Regions from separate parts of the Cricetulus griseus genome. Here region 2 is linked to region 1. Evidence: chromatin contacts called from public Hi-C data. All regions are on one chromosome and are shown on one strand. The core of a region is the stretch at or near the end of the contact, and the rest is flanking DNA. Distances in the headings are between cores, read along the strand shown. Region 1 overlaps Tex264 (testis-expressed protein 264). Region 2 holds the start of Mapkapk3 (MAP kinase-activated protein kinase 3).

Evidence for each region. Hi-C and Micro-C count contacts between places; a contact is called where the count stands out from the background.
Region 2: a Hi-C map of the CHL-YN cell line shows a contact between it and region 1, with 5 times the contacts expected there. The contact joins the promoter of Mapkapk3 here to the enhancer-like site in region 1. A contact is called at or near these places in 3 of 8 Hi-C or Micro-C datasets (the CHL-YN cell line and the CHO-K1 cell line).

The regions. Positions count from the first base shown.
Region 1 is chr4:214,896,513-214,903,471 of CriGri-PICRH-1.0, reverse strand. It overlaps Tex264 (testis-expressed protein 264), which reads left to right. Exons shown (of 6, transcript XM_027414424.2): 4 at 6,165-6,386. Among named protein-coding and RNA genes, the nearest start is that of Tex264, 10 kb to the left of the region's middle. Within about 2 kb of position 3,736, at least 1 of the 6 cell types and tissues checked has open chromatin away from gene starts, as enhancers often do.
Region 2 is chr4:215,464,099-215,470,403 of CriGri-PICRH-1.0, reverse strand. Mapkapk3 (MAP kinase-activated protein kinase 3) reads left to right here and starts at 2,069. Exons shown (of 11, transcript XM_027414444.2): 1 at 2,069-2,227; 2 at 2,471-2,747. The coding sequence starts at 2,523.

The sequences.
Region 1 (6,959 bases), core at 2,487-4,986:
CTCTTGCTAGAATAGGGTTCTGGCTGGGAAAAACTGTTCCACTTTCAGCCCTCTTTCTAAGTTGGGTACTGGAGAGTTGAAAATTGACCTTTGTCTCCTCTCCTACTATTAAAAATTCCCTAGGGAGCCAGGCAGTGGTGGCGCATGCCTTTGATCCCAGCACTTAGGAGGCAGAGGCAGGCAGATCTCTGTGAGTTTGAGGCCAGCCTGGTCTACAGAGTTCCAGGACATCCAGGGCTGTTACACAGAGAAACCGTGTTTCAAAACAAACAAACAAACAAACAAAAATGGCCTAGGGGGCCCTCTCTGTTGGAGGGAAATAAAGAACTGGGAGTCACCTGACCCTGACCATGCTGGCTTGCACATAGGCCCTTCTGGTTAGGTGCTGTCACCATTCCTGTAAGTCTGCTCTATGTGCACCTCTGTCATGCCTTCCACATTTCCTCCTCTGCTATTTGGGGCTTATGCAACCTGCCTGTCTACCATTGTGGAAGCCGAGGTGAGGCAAGAGGGTGTGGTAGTTAGTTATATTTACCTGGCCTAGGCAGATGGGATCTGCTCTTCACATCCGTCACCAAGTATCATGCTTTTCCCAGGGGCATGGAGTAATGGAGGAACTGATGGCATTCTGGGCTTAAAGAACCCTCTTTCCATTAGTCCACTGAGAATCAAGGCCTAGAACCACAAAGTTTGCAGGGCCTGAGAGTTTTCAGAGTTCTGATTTAGGTATGTACCGCTCTCCTCACTGCTCAGTGGGGTTAAGGCATGTGGGTCAGATGGAGCCTAGGAAGGAATGAGGAGATAAAGTTTCCCTGGGCTGACATCTTCAACAGGGCGGTGGAAATATGGGCTGAGCTGCTGTTTCCTGAGGACCCAGGCTGTCTATACTCCGATTAACCTGTGGATGTTTTCTGCCAGATGGAACCAGACTATTGCTCTGTAATAAGTTAAGCGTGGAAGAGGTCTCTCAAGGTGAGCTCCTCGCTGCCCTTGGGAGGTAAAGTGAGAGGAGAGGACTCTGGATTCACCCTTCTAGGTCTGAATCAAGGCTCTGGATGCTTCCTAGCATGTGATTTTGTGAGTCACTTGGTCTCCCAGTGAGCCTTTCTCTTCTATCAAATGGGATGAAAGAATCCTTCCTGCCTCAGGTGCTGAATGTTGAACCCAGGGCCTCGTTCATGCTAAATGCATCTTCCCAAATGCCAGGTTTTAGTTTTGTGGCATCAAAGTGATGAGGCAAAGGCCCAGTGCCTGGTTCCTAATAGTTCATAGCACATTTGACACCAGCCCTGACACTAAGAGCCTTGTACCACAGGGCTTTTATGCCTTCAGGAATGCCTGCTCCAGGTGTCCTGAGTCTGGGGAGACACAGTGCAGGGAAAGGCTATTTTTTCTAGCTAGGGCTGAATTCTCAAATTCCCATGTGATTGTGGGTTGTATGTTTCAATTCCAGAGCTTGTCTGCTTAGGTTTGAACCCTGACCCCAACACTGCCTTGCTGTGTGACATTTGCTGATTAACTTGGTATCCTGTGCCTCAGGAGCAAGGTTGAGAACAGTACCAACTGACCACACAATGCTGTGTGGATCTAATGAGCTTAGGTGTGGAAAGCAGCAAGTGGTGAGGCCTTGTCAGGCACCTGTTATCAGTAGGGTATGCTTCTGGGAGTAGAAGAGAAGGTTCCTAAGGAACTAAAGTAAAGATGGGAACTCTCAGAAAGCCCCCAGAGCCTTTTTTAAAAAAAAGAGTTGACATCCCAATGACTTCTTCCTTCCTTCTGAGCCCCCTAGAGTATGAGTCTTGTCTTCTGGCCTAGTTGTTGGTATCAGCCCATATTCCAGCTGTTGGCTACCTTATGATCCTTCACATAGCAGATAAGTTGAATACATATCTTGGTATGTTGACTGAATACCAGGTCTGGGTAAAGGAGGCCCAGTACACATCTGTAATTGGTAGATACCACCCCTTTTTAACCCTGGGAGTGCCAATGCAAGCACATAGCTTTATCTCTATGTCTCCCCTTGCCTTGGTAACTCTGATTGAGAACTGTCAAGAGAGGGATCATGGCAGTCCTCTGGGCTTGGACTGGCAGATGATATACCTATCCCTGTTGGCTGAATGGATTGTGGGCTGAGGTTGGCCATTTCCACTGAACCCAGTGTGCCAGCTGACATAATTTCTCTTTTCTGAATCCTGAAAGATACAAATCTTGTCCTATCCCTATAGTTTGGAGGTCTCAGCCAGGCAGTACCCTGAGATGACTCTTCACTGTGGCCTAATGGTTGTCAGAGACCTCTCTGCTAAGGGCAGTGGGCTAGCATCAGGATGGACTCATACCTGAAATCTTCAGGTTCCAAGCAACTCCTCCTCCTCATCTGGGACTGAGGAGGCTGTATACCTTGAAGATGTGCTGAAGCCTGGAATGCCCCTGTCTCTTCCTTGGTAGTCCCCACCCTTTCTTTTTCTTTCTTTTTTTGCTTTTTGAGATAGGGTTTCTCTGTGTAGCGGCCCTGGCTGCCCCGGAACTTCATTTGTAGACCAGGCTGAACTCAAACTCACAGGGATCTGCCTGCCTCTGCCTCCTAAGTGCTGGGATTAAAGACATGCACTGCCACCACCTGGCCTCTTGCTTTCTCCTCCCTCCTTCCCTCCCTCCCTCCCTCCCTCCCTCCCCCCCTCTCTTTCTTTCTTTCTTTCTTTCTTTCTTTCTTTACAGGGTTTCTCTGTGTAACAGCCCTAGCTGTCCTATAACTCAGTTTGTATACCAGGCTAGCCTTGAACGCAGAGATCCATCTGCCCTCTGCTAAGATTAAAGGCATGCACCGTCACTGTCTGGTATGATAGTCTTGGTTTTGATGGTAGATCCTGGGTGGGCTTTCCTTTCTTCAAAGTGGTGTTGGTTCTGCCTTTGTCCTGTCTCTCCAGTATGGTTCCAGGCTAGTGCAGTTCTGGTCCAGCTCTTGTTTTGGTCATAGATACTCCAGCTAGATTTGATATGAGTAGAAGTAATAGACAAATAGGAGACCCGGGCTTTTGTCTTGGACCTGGTCACTGCTATTGGACCAACTTTGCAACTTCCTGGATTATCTTTGTAGCTGTCTTGTCTCTTTGCTGGTGACCTGGTTCTACTGCAGATGGTAGGATTACTGTGGTGCCTCTTCTAAGCACTGGCCAGGATAGGGAAAGGGGCAAATAATAACCTTACTTGTAGAGTTGGTAGACATAGAGACCAATCGAGTCGGAGAGAGCTCTTGTGTTCCACACTACTACATTGGAGAGGAGCACTTCCCTTTCTGCAGATCATTTGATTGTGGCGTAGGGTTTGTGTGAGCAGCTGTGTGCATGCTGGCACCATTGTTAAATATACCCGAGAAATTTCTGTGTAGGATCCTAGACTTTCCAGCCTTGAGGCTGGAGTGGTGGGAAAAAAATGAGAAGACTTCATTACAGTGCAGTAGAAGACCTGTTCTATTTGTGTTTATTTGGGATCAAAGAGGAGGGGCAGCTTCCAGGAGAATAGCAAGGCTTTGAGGAGAGGAGTTGTAGGATGAACTGGAGTTTTCCAGAAAGAAGACTCAAATCGGGTGAAGAGGAACATTTTAGGCAAAGGAAGGAGCTTACGCAAGGCATGGGAAGACGTGGCATGTTTGGCTACAAATAGTTACATGTGGGTGTATATGGGGGTGTGGTAGGAGAGGAGGCTGGCAAGGCGGGCTGGGCCAGACCCGGGTTCTGCCCCTCCCTCTGCCACGTACCCAGTGGCTGCCTGCCCAGGTTCTGGCCCTGCTGATTCCTGATCCTGAGGTGAGTTCAGTGTCATGCCTGACCTGTTTGGCTTGGAGGTTTAGTTTTGCCGTAGATATGAGCTGGGAGTCTGTCATTGAGAGGTTCTAATCATGTGTTCAAGTATCTTGGAGTCAAAGAGTGTTTTGTTGGTATTTCCGTGGGGGCTGCTGAAGTGATTTCAGGAAAGACCTTGGAACTCAGATTAAGGCAGGCAAGGGAGAAAGAGAAGCTGTCAATTGACAAGTGACCTTCCACCCATTTCTCCCTCTAACTTACATTAACATTTTTTTTTTCTCTCTTCTCTACTCCCCTCCCACCTAGCATAGCTTACATTGGGGTCAGGTACCTTCCCTGTCCCTTGGCCTGGCAGTCCAGGCCTGTGAGAGCCTCCTGCCTATATAGCCATTGCAACTCTTAGGGTGTAAGTGGTATAGGTCCGCCATCTAGAGACAAGACATGGTACTGCAGCTCTGTCACGTTTGAATGGAATGGGAGGAGCTTAAGGCTAAGTAGTCTTGAGAAGGCTCAGCAAATTTTGCAAGAAGTTTGGGGAGAGGGAAAATGTTACAAAGCTACCCATTAACCCTGAAGGACGGGTGGGGGAGGACTATATTCAAAGGTTAGGTTGGATGGTCATTCTAGACCAAGGGACTGATTGGGACAGTGTTATTGTTATGAATAATCAAAAATAGTTATGGGCACTTCATTAGTGCCAAGCCTTTGTGAAGTGTTTCTTTTATGTGAAAAGCCTATAAGGAAATACCAAGGAATTGGTGCTCTGAGAAGCCAAGGGACTTGGCTAGGATCACATGACTTGGGTTTTACTCCCTGGCCAGTCTTCCTATAGCCGTAGTTATGAACATTGCATTATATCGCCTATGACTAAAACTCCTAAGTTATACTTGCTGCCCTTGGGTTCAAGGAAGCAACAAGGTCAGAACCATGAGAGTTGGCTAACCCCCCTAGGGTCTCCTCAGAGGTCAGAGCCCGGAACAGAAAAGTGTGATTCTAAGGCAGAGATAGGTTGCCAGAGTAGAGGAAGTGAATCAGGGCTAAGAAAGCCCCTAGGGAATGGTGACAGGTGTTGGAAGGACCAAAACAGGGTGGTAGGGGTGGTAGAAGCAGATGTATAGCAATAACTTCATGGTGCTGAGAAAGTGGGTTAGGAAGGTAGAGGTAGGAGAGTGTCCTGTTTAAATAAGGAGAGAGGTCAGTAGGCTCTGGTAGGGAAAGAATTGAATCGTGCCTTAAGATCAAAAAAATCCCAGATTTGAGGCACTATATCTGTGGTAAATGTCCTGGATTTAGGAACACCTTCCCCTGGGGGCCTAGTCCAAGAGCTGGTACATAGATGGCAGGAAAATAGACTTGGGAAATAGAAGGTTGGGCAGACTAGTGCCACCTGTTGCCATAAGTGAGCACTGGCCCTGTCATCCTTAGGTCAGCCTTGGAAGTGTTGGAAACTCAGAACTCACTGCCTCTGTCTGATGAGAGCCTGAGGAAAGAGAAATAGAATAGCAAGTACATTTGTTAGGGACTGGGAGACATGGGAACCACCAGTATGGAGTATAAACAGGAAGGGATTGGAAAGTAGGCAGGTTTTAGGTGGAAAAGAGGCTGTTGTGATGGTGGCTGTCCCTACATGTGTACCTAGAGGTGATTCCTCTTAAATTTTTATCTCACATCCTGACCCTCCACAGTAAATTCTAAATCCCCACCCTGGCCTCTGTCCTGTGTGTTCCACTGTATACATTTACACACACTTGTTTTCATGGAGCAACCAGGAAAGACAGCTGTTGTAGGCTTTTTTCTTTATTCTCACTCCTCAGTTCTGCTGCCTTGTTCACCGTGATTTCTCTGTTAGTGAAGCTTGCTCCTCTGGGATATAGGAGGGAAATAAACTAATTGGACTGTGCTGGATCCAGACCCTAGGATGGGCAATCTGCAGTCCTGCTGGAGGCCCTCTGAGACTGGGACCCATAGAAGGTAACAGCAGAAGATGGGAAATCCTTGGCAGCACCATGTAGGCTGTGTAGGGGGTGATAGCTCAGATAGCTCAGATACCTCTTTGTTCTTTCCTCCCCATGTGTCCTGGAGGGTAGAGACTAAATTATTTTCTTTCTCTTTTTTTCCCCCCCTCACCATGATTCTTGAATCATGTGTGCAGCTTAGCATGTTTGCTGAAGAAATGGATGAGAGTCATGCAGCAGGATGCTGGTTTTGGTACAGAAATGGTTAGCTCCTTCCTAGGATCTAGGGCTCTGTAGCTTGTCAGAGCAGGTGGTTCCTCCAGGGTTGAGTTAGTTCAGAAGCAGAGGGCCTTAGGTCTGAAGGCCTCCTTCCTTTGCGTGGTAATGACCCCATGCTCTGCCTCTACAGGTGCCTCCTGAGAAGTGCCGGTGTGCAGTAGGCAGCATCCTGAGTGAGGGAGAGGAGTCACCCTCACCTGAGCTCATTCACCTCTATCAGAAATTCGGCTTCAAGGTCTTCTCCTTTCCAGCACCCAGCCATGTGGTGACAGCCACCTTCCCCTACACCACCCCCATATCCATCTGGCTGGCTGCCCGCCGAGTCCACCCTGCTTTGGATACCTATATCAAGGTGAGACATAGGTATAGTGCATGGGGGGTGGACACTCGGATCCCTTGGGTGGGAGCTGAGAGGACTTCCCAGGATATGAGGAAGAGAGAGTAGCTCTCTTGAGACCTCATAGATCAGGCACCTATGTTGCCAGGGAATATTGGCAGAGAGTCCTGGCATCTCTTTTAGATGTTTAAGGTCTTGGGGTCAGACTATGTCCAAGAGCTTGTTCAGAAACCTGACCTGATGTAGTCAGATTGATTCTGTCTGTCCTTACCGTGTCCCTATCTTGCTTGCGGCCTAACAAGTTCTCAGAGGCCATGTGTCACCTTGGCCTTGATGCTGCATTTGCCCCCATCCCTGTCCTCCCAAGGACTTGAACAGCAGTGCCAGGCTCTGCTTCCTTTATTTCTGACCTGGAAGGAAGTAATGCTGGCAACACAACCTGTCTGGAGGAGGAAGAGAATCAGCCACCAAGAGATCTGACAGGGATATCTACCTACAGAAGTCTTAAAAACTTGACCTGTCTACAGGTCTTTGGTTGTGTTATAGGCTTAAGAGCTAAGGAAAGGACCACAGTTTGGGTTGAAAGTG
Region 2 (6,305 bases), core at 820-3,319, 570 kb before region 1:
CATTCAGCTCTTTACTCGACCAATCAGGTGTCCTAGGCAGGCAAGGTGAAACAAATGCAACACATCCTTACATTGTTAAACAAATGCAGCATAAACAAATATAACACACCTTCACACAGTTAAATTAGTATTTTGCAGCCTAAACAATGTAATGCCTTTGTGCCTAGTTAAGATGCTACTCCACAATAGTGTGAGTGCATGTGTGAGAGTATTCTTGCACAGGTGAAGGAGCGCAAAGGGGGAGGAAGCATCGTGGGAGGTGGCCGTTATCTGAGAAGGCCCAACTTGGGGGTTGTGCTTTGGGATTGAAATGGTGGGCTCTCAGCAATACGTGCTGTGAAAAAATGGGGGCTCTCTTGCTAGTTGCTGGCTTCGAACAGGTCATTTGCCCTCTCCGGTCTTTCTTCTCTTACGTGTTTTCAGTGTGTGTCTAAAGGGATGGTGACCTCCTCCTTCCCCCGTCTCAGGGAGGCCGTGGTGCTCACAGGAAGTGCTCTTATGATCAGCAGAAGCTCTTATCTAGAACCTCTGTTTCACTGGTTATTGCTAGCTTAAATGTTGCCTGGAGGAGACAGGCTGAGCCACCTGCAGAGAGTACCCACAAATAGTTGCAGTAGTCTTCACAAAGTGGTTATCCGCAGCGGGAGGCCATTGTATAGATAGAAGGCCACCAAGTTCCTGCTAGCTAGGAACTAGTTCTCTGACAATCGTGGACGTTCAGCCATGTGTCTTTGTATGTGTTGTGGTGGGAGGTTATAGAGGAGGTCTTCAAAGTCATCAATTCCCAGGCCCGGAAATTTATACACCTTTGGGTAGGACAGAGGTCCTGGTGACTGCAGTTCTGAATATAGCCTGTAGATGGCAGCAAAGTCCTATTTAGAGGAAAGTCTCAAGGCATCACTCGGGTTCCCCAACTTGTGGATTGTAGACATGGTTGGAAGAGTTCCCACAGGAGACGCAGTCTCGATCTCTGTGGCTCTCGCCGAGGCCTTCCCCCCACTCCCCCGCTCCATGGGAGCCTCTGATTCTTCTGTGAAATAAGAGACTTCTGGGAAAGCTGGCTCAAGATATCTATGACAGGCTAAGATGGACTAAGAATGAACTTGATGTCTAAATACAGAAAGGGAAATTTCAAAGCTAATAGAGAATCTGTCTCTGGGGTAGGAGAAAGAGAGTTTAATGTTAAGTTAATCTCTATTTATTTGGTTTTCGAGACTTGGTTTCTCTGGAACTTGCTCTGTAGACCAGGCTGGGCTCTAACTCAGAGATCCGCCTTCCTCTGCCTTCCCAGTGCTGGGATTAAAGGCGTGTGCCTTTATAAATACATCCTCACGGTGTAGCCTAGGTTAACCTCGAACTCACAGTCTTCCCGCCTAAACCTTCTTCGTGCAGGAAATATACGTTTTCACCTTCACCACGACCAGAGACTTGAAATAGAACCTAAAGCCCAAACCATAATATGAGAAGTTGGTGCACCCGACCAAATGGGAAATCAAGGTTCTGACTCAAGAACATGCCAGGTGTGTTCACCCTGCGGCTGCGGGCCACATGCCTTATGGGACAGCATGAATGTGGCCCAATACATTTGTGGCTGACACAAGTAAGTCGCAAAGTCAAGAGGTTGGTCAGGCAGTGTACAAAAAGAAAAGCTGGCTAGTGCTAGAGAGGTACCCTAAACCACCAGGGACTGGAGTGGCGAATCAAACAACCACTTCCCGGGGCAGAATGGCAGAAATTGGGTTGAATTCTAGAGCGTCGAAGCAGCCCCTTGGCCGCGTGCACAGAGAACGCGGCCCTCAAGAGCCCTTAGAGAAACAAAATGTTGTTGCTGTCACTTGCGTTGCCACTTTTCTAGGTCGCGGATAAAATCCGAGGCTGGTACGGCAGTTGGAGGAGTTTCTACCGGTGTCCCAGGGCGCCCGGAAAGTTGCAGCCACTTCAGGAGGCCACGCCCCCATTTTGTCCCGGCTCCAGGCGGAGCCTGCCAGGGGCTGTGCCCCGGCCAGCCCAACCCGGACCCGCCTGGCCCTTTAAGGCTGACCTAGCGGGGCCCCAAGTCCGGATGACGTGCCGGGAAGGGGGGTGGGGGGTCACGTGGGCCGCGGGTGGCGAGACTCGGGCCCAGGGCGCCCCTCGGCTGCAGGCTCCCCGGTTCACTATTCCTTGCCCGTCTCGCCTGCAGCATGGCTTCCGTCTAGTGCAGTGCCACCAAGTGCGCCTTCGCCAGGTACGCTTTCCCCGGACCCCTGTATGACCAGATCTCAGGATCTGGCGGCTACACAGCGCCGAGCTCCTTCCCCACTCGACATGTGCCAGGGCTAGGGATCACCTCCCACCCTGCTGCCCGTAGGTACTCTCAGGCAGTTTCCAGCTTGTCTTGGGGCCAGCAGCCTAGTCAGTCTGGTTCTGGAGAAACCAAGGCTGGGGTGTGTCCAAAAGTGAGGGGAGTGACTCTTTCCCTTTCCCCCAGGTGCCTCTGGACGCGCAAGGCTGGGGCTACCTCGGAGCGCCCCGTGGGGGCCATGGATGGCGAGGCAGCAGGGGAGAAGGGGAGTCTTGTGCCCCCGCCAGGTGCACTCGATGGGCCCACCTTGGGCGGTGCTCAGGCCCTAGGTGTGCGACGAGAGCCCAAGAAGTACGCGGTGACTGACGACTACCAGTTATCCAAGCAGGTGCTGGGCCTGGGTGTGAACGGCAAGGTGCTGGAGTGCTACCACCGGCGCACTGGGCAGAAGTGTGCCTTGAAGGTTAGTGACCGTCTCTCCGAGGGCTGGGGTGACCTGGAGGGTTCAACAGCAGATACTTGTGGGTGTAAGCATCTACACTTAACATCATGTTTTATTTTTATACTCTTCCTCTAAGATCAAACTCATGGTCCTTCCAGCCTCACACTTGGGGAAAAGAGGCTCAACCTACCCAAGCTCCGGGTGTGTCCCAGAGAGCACGGGGAGGAGTCATTGTGAGTGGAGCTGCTGTACCCGGAAGGTGGGAGGGAGAGGCTGTACGCTCTGGTTCTGGCTTGGGCTATGTGTTCAGGCCCAAGTGGGGCTCTCACTGCTTGGTTATCCCACACACAAACAAGTACCTCCTGCTATGAAGTTTCTCTCTACCTGAGGCTGAGCCCCCAAGGCTCAGAGTGGCTTGCTTCCTCCTCATTGCCTCTGCCTGCTTAGGCTGGACTATGAGCCTCTTAAAGACAGTTAGTGGGGCAAACGCTGGTGCCCATCACACCTTAGGGTGCTCTTTGACTGCTGGGTTCTTGATGAATTGTTGGCCCTTTGTAGAAAGGGGCCAGCTCTGCTCCTAGGCTGACCCACCCTGGACAAATGATGGGCAGTCTTTTAGTCACATCGTATTCAAAGTTCCCTAGAGACCTGGTACACCGATGTAGCTGGACTGGGGGAATGGCTTGGAATAGCTAATCTCTGAATCTGGCTCCAGGCACCCAGTTCCAGCCCAAGACCTCCCACCTGTTCCCAACCCACTCCTCCAGAATCCCTCGAATCACCTGTCATTGGGAACCTGACCCAAATGGAGGTAATGTCCTTGGCACCGGGATGGTACAGCATGGAGGAGAGTCTTGGAAGTCAGTTTAGTAAAGAAAGGTCTGTTTTACAAGTTGCCAGCAGGAGCCAGAGTGCAGAGTCCTATAGATGTGTCTGTAATCTCTACCTTGTGTGTGCCAGCTCTGTGACCTTGAGTGACACCTTGGACAGTTGTAGTTAAGTCTCTGACTTTGTTCAGGGAGAAAGAACAGGGGTTGGTGTGAATTTGAATTGAGAAGAACCATGCAGGACTTACTTGAGGCACAGGGTCTACAGGGTTTGAGTGAGGACCCAGGTCCCATTCTTTGTCTTTCTCTGGTTCTATCAGGGCTGATAGAGGAGGAGGTCATTTCCCAAGAAGGATGCTGGAGGGAATCAGGAAGGTGGCTCAAGGGCAGGGTGAGGACTGATCTGGGGGCTGGGACCTAGTTGTAGTTTCTTTATCCACTGACCCAATAGAGCTTTGAGGCTCCAGGCAGGGGGGTTTCTGAGTCCTTCTGGGAGAAGGTGGCTTGTCTTTTCTTTTCGTTCTTTTGTCAAGACAGCGTTTTCTCTGTAGTTTTGAAGCCTGTGCTAGAACTAACTGTATAGACCAGACTGGCCTTGAACTCACAGAGATCCACCTGCCTCTGCCTCCCGAGTGCTCTAGTGTTCTCAATGTCCTGGTCTAGGAACTGTGGCAGCTCTGGAGTAGTTTTGCCTCTGTATCCCTTAAGCTTATGTGTGAACATGGCTGGAGCTACTTGCTTGAAGGCCCAAGATATGGCCCTAAACTGACCCTCAAGGGAAGATAGAGATGAGATGTGACCCACACCCTAATTCTTTCTTATCTTGACTCCTACCCTCAAAAATGGGCTAGCACAAACTCTGGCCTAACTGACTGTGTTCTTATTGTTTTAGTGGCTTGGCCTTGGTGGGGGGGGCATCTTCTCATAATTTCTGTCCTCTGCTCAGAAGAGCAAGGACATACTAGGGCCCTCAGCATAGTGGCAGGCCTGGGCTCAGGGAGCTCAGCCAGCCCCTGAGTGGGCCCTAACCCTCTACCCAGCTGTTCACTAGCTCAGCCCAGGAGAAGGTCATGGGCTCTGTGTCTTTGTGACTTCTTAGAGCAGTGCCTCAGTTTGTTAGGCTGTCTTGTTTTCACTCTATAGCCTGAATTTGGTCAAGTCATCCCTTTTTTATGCTCATCTTTAGGCTTTGTTGCCTGATCGGTCAGAAGGTTCCTAGCAGGAAGCCTAAATGCAGCAGGCACTCATGAAACAGGAAGAGTGTGGTCATTGTCCCAGTAGCTGCTACCATTTGTAGGGCCTTAGAGGAGCACGCCCTCCCTCTCTTCCCCTTTCTCTCACTGCTGACCTGACCACTGGCTTATTCTGGTTTGGCCTTGTGCACAGCAAGGCCTCTCTCCCCAGGCCAACTTCTGTGACCAGTAGAGCTTTTGGTTGTACCCCAAACACTTAGCTGTGCTGTTGGAACTAGAGGGTGGGGTCTAGAGGCATGCAGTCTTTGTACTCCTCCTGCTGACATCTTGTGCTCCTTCCTAGGCCTAATTGATTAAAAGCAGATGTGACCCAGGCACTTAGAAGGACCTGGGGAGACAAGTGGAGCACACATGGGAGGAGAGGCAGGGGCCTTTTTCTGTTCCTGATGCTAGATAATGACTGGGACCCTTCCCATCTGATCACCATGGCCTGTTGGCTCCCCTCTGGGATCCCAGTGCCTCTTCTCTTCTTTGTTAAAGAGAACGGAATGGTGGTGGTGGTGGTGGGGGGTGTCTCTTGTAGACTCTTCCAGGTAGGGTCTTTACAATAAACATCCTCCTCCCATGCTCAACATCAGGGAGTGACTGGCTGCTTCACCCCAAACAGTTCTTTTTCCTTTTGTGTGATGGATGAGGTAAGCTAGGCTGCTCTGGATGTGTAGGATGACAGTGATATTCTGAAGCACAATGCCACAGAGGATTCCCCCCCTCCCCCGATTGATCGAAAACACCCTTGAGACCAAGAGCTCTTGCTTGGTGTCACCAGGGTCTTGGACTTGACTCTATACACTCTATATACTCAGAGGAGTATAGCATACAAGACTTCTGCGGTTCAGTCCTCTGGTCTTTGCTTCCATAGGTGACTGACCCCCTGCCACTCCTTCCAGGAAGGTGTCCTGAGACTGACTTTTGCAGCAATGGAATCTTCTTTGCCCCTAAAGCTATAAATCAAAGTTCCCTGCAGCATCTGGGCCCAGAGCCTGGCATACAGTAGTGGCTCATAAGTGCTTATTGGAATAACCAAGCTCAAGTATCTGGACTTTTCCTAATCTCTCCTACAGTCTCTCAGAGATTAACCACAGGAAAATGCTGTTTCCCAGTCTAAAGGCCTGGAACTTCACAAAGGAAGGCAGCAGCCTCACTCTCCCAGATAGAGGCCACTGGGGAGGCTTGTGGAGGAAGTGTCCTTTGGTGAGGCCCTTTCTGCCACTGATATGCCACTGGGCCACACCTGTGAGCAGAGGGGCTTTCTCCACTCAGAACGGCAGGGAGGAGGAGGAGGAAGACTGAGTGAGAGGCAGAGAGAGGTGGGGAGAGGGAGACTGGCTCCAGGGTGCCCCACCCTGTTGCTCCATGGGCGGGGATGGCCTGTTGGGGCTGGTGTGGTAGAGCTGGATTTGAGGATAGGTGGGGCTGCCAGGCAGGGCAGGCCTTTTCTCATTTGGCAGCCACCACCTCCTCACCTGCCACCTCCAGACCAGTCAGATGAGCCTCTCTCT